Linked DNA regions of Rattus norvegicus: region 1 is linked to region 2. Evidence: chromatin contacts called from public Hi-C data. All regions are on one chromosome and are shown on one strand. Each heading gives the region's core, a stretch centred on a gene start, on an enhancer-like site or on the middle of the called end of the contact. The rest is flanking DNA. Distances are from core to core; before and after follow the strand shown.

The links. Hi-C and Micro-C count contacts between places; a contact is called where the count stands out from the background.
Region 1: a Hi-C map of liver shows a contact between it and region 2, with 9 times the contacts expected there. The contact joins two enhancer-like sites. A contact is called at or near these places in 2 of 12 Hi-C or Micro-C datasets (both in liver).

Annotation. Positions count from the first base shown.
Region 1 is chr8:36,130,019-36,132,922 of GRCr8, forward strand. It overlaps a transcript of Ntm not described here. Among named protein-coding and RNA genes, the nearest start is that of Ntm, 69 kb to the left of the region's middle. Within about 2 kb of position 1,268, at least 6 of the 93 cell types and tissues checked have an H3K27ac peak or open chromatin away from gene starts, as enhancers often do. A contact at or near this core is called in liver, where this site is marked.
Region 2 is chr8:35,588,374-35,591,171 of GRCr8, forward strand. No RefSeq gene overlaps it. Among named protein-coding and RNA genes, the nearest start is that of Ntm, 470 kb to the right of the region's middle. Within about 2 kb of position 1,283, at least 1 of the 93 cell types and tissues checked has an H3K27ac peak or open chromatin away from gene starts, as enhancers often do. A contact at or near this core is called in liver, where this site is marked.

The DNA.
Region 1 (2,904 bases), core at 18-2,517, 540 kb after region 2:
GGAAAAGCTCATGGGACCTCAACTCTACACAATGAACTATAGGCATCTAATGAATGCTGAGGGTGAGAAAAAATTATCTTTCTCAGGGAAGAGGCCCCTGCTTGGTTATCCAGTACCAAGTGGTCATCCCTGAAATCATACATATAGCCATATACCACTATAGGTACTGGGATATATATATTTGAGACCTGGGAGGAATTGAAGATGGGAAACAGGAGAAGAATGATGAATTATAATTAAAAATACTGTAAATATAAGTATGTAAAGTTGACCATAAGCCTGAATATTCAAGTAGATGAATAAATGGATCTATCATCATGTGGATGAGAGATGGATAAATTAGTGATGGGGGGAGGGCGGCAATGGGGGGAGGGTTGGGAGGGGAACACCCATAAGGAAGGGGAGGAGGGAGGGGGATGTTTGCCCGGATACCGGGAAAGGGAATAACACTCGAAATGTATATAAGAAATACTCAAGTTAATAAAAAAAAATAAAATGTAAAAAAAAAATTAGTGAGTACGTGTCTGAATAGGTAGCTAGATGGATGGATGGATGGACAGACAAACAGATGACATATATGTAACCATCCTGATTAGAAAAATAGTATATTCTAAAGAAACACTGTGACCCTCCCGTTTGCTATTGAAATAGTAGACTCCACGAAATTGAAATTTCCGTAGAAATCTTATGCTGTTAGAAGGAAAAAGGGGGAAAGTCTGGCTCTGTACTACTAGCCTTAGGGACTGCTTGTCTCCCAGAAAGAGGTGTCACATAATTCTAACAACTTTGCAGACCCTCAGTAGAGACCGCAGCCTAGACAATACCATAGGTGAGCTATACTTTGTCCAGTGCTTAGCGATGCATACCACTTGCTCTGTCCTTACGCTTTATGTCAGAACCTCAAAAGATTTCCCCAACTTGATTCCATTGAATGAATCTCCTTGTTTTGCTTTCTACATTTATTGTCTGTTTAACTCTCTGTCAAAGATGGATGTTTGAGACTAGCTTGTTAGGGATACTGGGGCCCAAGCTCTGAGTCCAAGATCAGATGGCTGGATCAGTGGGAGGAGGGATGGATAGATGAATGGGTAGAATCTCAAATCCTTCCTACGTATACACTAAAGTGAACTAAAGTACTCTAGCTGTCAAATGAGGTTAATAGATGCAGGTAAATATGCGTTTATAGCCAAGTAGGGACAGAGGGCAGAATCATGACCCCATCCTGCCATCTCAAACAACCACTTCATAAACATCCAAGGGTGACTGATGAGCCACCAGGGCAGAGGAAGTACTCTGCTAACCCAGCACTCTCCTCAAACCTCCCTCGCTCCTCTGCTCCCTAGGGAGCTTAGCAAAACCTAGACAAAGGAACACTTCAAAGTGAAGAAAAGGAAAAGAGTTAAAACGGAGTGTATTGAAATGTAAGGCTTTCTGCTTTAGCAAAATTAAAGGTGTAGGAACCTCTGTTGTATTAAATGTTCAGTATGTGCAGAGAGTAAATACTGTCAGTGAGCAGGCAGGAGATTAAGGTGACAGGAAAAGCAGTTTTTAAACCTGTTAGATATTAATTTCCCATAGATCATCCGTCTGTCCTCTCCTTGTTTGAAGTTCCCAAGGCTGGAGGCTTCAAAGCACACACTGACTGCCATTTGCACACAGCTCATGGCTCCACGGGGAGTCTCCTCAGCGGGTTATAACACTGTCCCTGCAGGAGCCTTCCTCGCACTCGCTCTCTGTCAGTCTCTGCCTTTTTCTTTATTTCTGAACATCAAGGACAATTCTATCAGCGAGTCCAGCAGCTGGCAATACAGCAGGCTCATTGCCACCATGGTGTGCATCTCAGACCCTCCCTGACTCCAGCCAGGCAAATTGATTTAGGAGATGAAATGAAAAGTGATGGGAAAATCTTCCTGAACCCTCAAAGCAAAATGGCAACTTTCCCCCTCTTCCTCTTTTCTTTCTCGTTCTCTATCATGCTTCATTATTCTCACTTTTTGTGTTAGCTGAGGTCTGGGGAAATCCATGGACAGCACACAGATCTCGTCATTCTGCAATTACTTCTCATTTTCATGTGGCTATAACAATGGCTGTTCGGTGCTGGAGATGATTCTTATCCTGTAGTGGTTCATTACAAAGTAGGACAGACGGGTTGTCTGTCCCAAAAGATGCTGTAGGAAGGATGGTCTAAGATTAGCAGTACATGGGGGATTGCAAAACCCCACTGTAAGCAGAAAAAGCATTGTAGAAGACAAGAGGATTCCTCACTCTGCCTCGACTGGAAACCAGTCGCACGGGTACATTCTTGTCACAGCTTAGAACGTTCTAGACTAGCTGGATCTTGAAATGACGTTCTTAGATTTATAAGGGGTAAAGGCCATTGTTATAAAATACAATGCAGCTGGAGGGACGGGGAGGCATACATGGTGAGCCCATGCCAAGATGTCTCCCTGAGAAATCATGGCATGCAACAGATCTGATATTTACTTGGGAGAGCAGAAGGCAGTGAGGACCTGGAGAGGGGGTAGAGGCAGAATCATGGGAGCAGAGCCATGAGGGTAGAGAAGGGGGGAAGACGGAGAAGGACAGAAAGGATAAAAGAGAGACCAGCCAGGAGCATGTAGGAACAGAGAAAAAGAGCAAGGAAAGGGTGTGGGGAGGGAGGGAGGGAGGGAGGGAGGGAGGGAGGGAGGGAGGGAGGGGGGAGAGAGAGAGAGAGAGAGAGAGAGAGAGAGAGAGAGAGAGAAAACATGAGTAAGCTGGGGTAACAAGCAGTCCACTCCATTCACACCTGACCTAGGCAGTTAAGGATGGCAGATGATAATGTTAGATGTTAGATCCCTGGGAAGAAGGAGCCTAGCAGAATCGCTTGTAAGTTAACAGTCATATCCAAAGGAAATGATAGAA
Region 2 (2,798 bases), core at 33-2,532:
GTTATAAATATAGAAATTCAAACAGCTAGTTTCAAGAACTATAACTAAGGAATTCCCAAGCTAAAACATGCTAAATAAGTTTCCAAAATTTAAATAGAGTTTGGAATGCAGCAAAAGAAATGCAAAGTAAACTTTTCTGACCTAATAAAATTATCAGGGTATTTCTCAACAGCAAACAGGGACAGCAGAAGTCAATAGGAAACTATATTCAAGGTGCTGGAATGAGAAAATTGTCAAGCCAATTTGTCTACACCCACCTCCCCAAAAGTGATCCTTCAAAACTGGATGGATTAATTAAATCATTTCCCAATAAATAAAACTTAGGACAATCCTTTGAATTGAAACAAGCGAATAATAAACAGATTAATAATCAGGTACTCAAGACATATGAATAAGGTTCTTTGATAAGGAGAATTATAAAGGCATACAGAATAAAGGTCATGTGTGTTAGAACTCTGTCTTGTAGTTTTTGTAAACAGTAAAACAGAAGAACTGGCATTGTAAAGAACTACAGATCTGTCCTGAATATTCCAAAGATGATATCATATTTTTAAACTAGCATAAAGTGGGGAGGGTAGAGCTGCAGGAATTCTTTTGTTTACTGGAATTGCTCTTAAATTGGAATCGTATTTAAATGTATAATTAGAACTTTCAGATGTTATATTTAATCCTCATGGTGACTATAAAGCAGATACCTGTGGAATATGCAAAAGAGAAATTAAGTTAAAACATATTACTACAAGAAACAAACATGAAAGAAGGTAGTAATAGAGACATTTGAGGATGAAACATTGTAAAACATTTAAAACACTAAGAGAAAATTCCAATAAGTACTTCTTTACCAGAAATTAAATGACTTGACCTCCAAAGTTTAAAGACCTACATAAAAAAAGAATTAAAAACTTGGAAAGAGAAGACAAATAGGACCCAACATTGTACTTGGTGCAAGAGTAAGTTTTGGGGTACATACTTGCATAGGTTGAGAAATGAAAGGATAGTCCACTAACTTGGTAGCTAAATTGGAACAGGATAACCATTTTAATATCAGAAAAAAATAGACTTCAGTTTAATATAGTTTGTAAGATATGAAAAAGAAAATGCAAAAATTATACTTGGGCTTTCAAAGCTGGAAGAGCAGAGGTTGCATGACACCCAAGTTACTGTAAAATACATCAATGAGCAGTTCACCTGAGTTCTGGCAGCCTTCTTCAAACAGTTCACAAGTCAAGTCCTCAGATTGGAAGACACCGTCAACATAGCCATGCTTCTACCCTATGATGAGAACTGGTTCTACAAAGGAGCTATTAAACCATTTCAACTGAGTAGTTTGGCAAGTTAGGAATGGAACTCGTTGCTCTAATGAAGACTTGTCATGGTTCCAAGTGCCCAAAAGTGCCTGAGAGTCTCCTCTGGTCATTTTAAATTTTCCATGTCATGAATTCTTGATACTGAAGGACTTTTGCCAGCCTTACACCCACCACCTCCAGTCAAGGCTAGACCAAGTTCCGTTCTCCACCCACAGTTCTCAGGAAGAGCAGGAACATTCTTGAAAAACCACAGAATGTACTGACTGATAGTCACCTGACCCTCTGGTCCCAGATAGAGTTCAAATGCATGTCCTATGCTTGCTAGCCAATAGATTCAAAGGTCAATATGCTTAGGCAATAAGTTTAAACTGTAAACTTGCTGATTTAACCTGTACCCCTAAAACATATAAAAACTGCTTGTTATAGCCATTTGGGGTCACAAGGTTACTCACTAAAAGGTGTTGTTTGAGGGTCTACCCCCAATGTGCCAGAAAAATAAACCTCTTGCGTTTGTATTGAACCTCTGCTCTGTTAGCGCATCTCACTTGGGGGGAGGGGGGATCTCCTGGTAGCTAAGACTCACTTCTAGCCTTACACCTGTCTAGATGTTTTGAGATTTAGTAAATTTTCATCCTTGTATAATCTCGGTGTTAGGTTGGGTCAAGGCTGCAGCTTCTGTTTAAACCTTTGCTAATGGACCTCAACCTTTGGGTCTGACATCTTCCTTTTAAATAGGAGTCCTGTTGGGGTAATTTTTTTCTTCACATTGTGTTTTCAACTGTTAATTCTTCACCAGCAGATAGCTAAATGCTGGCAGTATATTGTTAATGTCATTCCAATAGCCCATCACAGGCCTCATATTTGTAAATACTTGTCCTTCCACACGTGCTGAGATACTTAAAGGTCAGATAACCCTCTAGGCTTAGATGCAATCTTGAATTGCATCAGAGATTCTGATTGGTTGAAATAAAGATCTGATGGCCAATAGATGGGCAGGAAATAGAGGGTGGAACTTCCAGGCAGTGACAGAAGCAAGCAGATAGAAAGATTCCGAGAGCAATCACGGAGAACAGATGGACCAGAACAGGGCAGAGAGATAGGTATAGAGCGAGCCATGTGGCTTGATACAAGAAGATAATTGGGCTGAGTTAGATGATCTAGCTGGTAGACTATCCAGGCAAGAGGCCTAATCTTTAAACTATGTTAAATGTATCTGTTTCATTATTTATACTGCTGATGAGTCTAAGAAAGTCCAACTATGAACTAATATGACGAACTCTTCAGGTCAGAGGAGGTAAGCTGGCCTTTGTACAAGTTGCCATCAATTCAGAATGTGAAGTAGTTTATAAATGTCATTAATTTTTTGCTTTCTTTTTATTTATTCTCTTATATACTACATCTCTAATGCAGTTTCTCCTCCTTCCTCTTCTCCTAGTCATGTCCTATAGTCTCCTGTCATGTTCTGTGTCCTATCCAGTTCTAGCCCTCCCG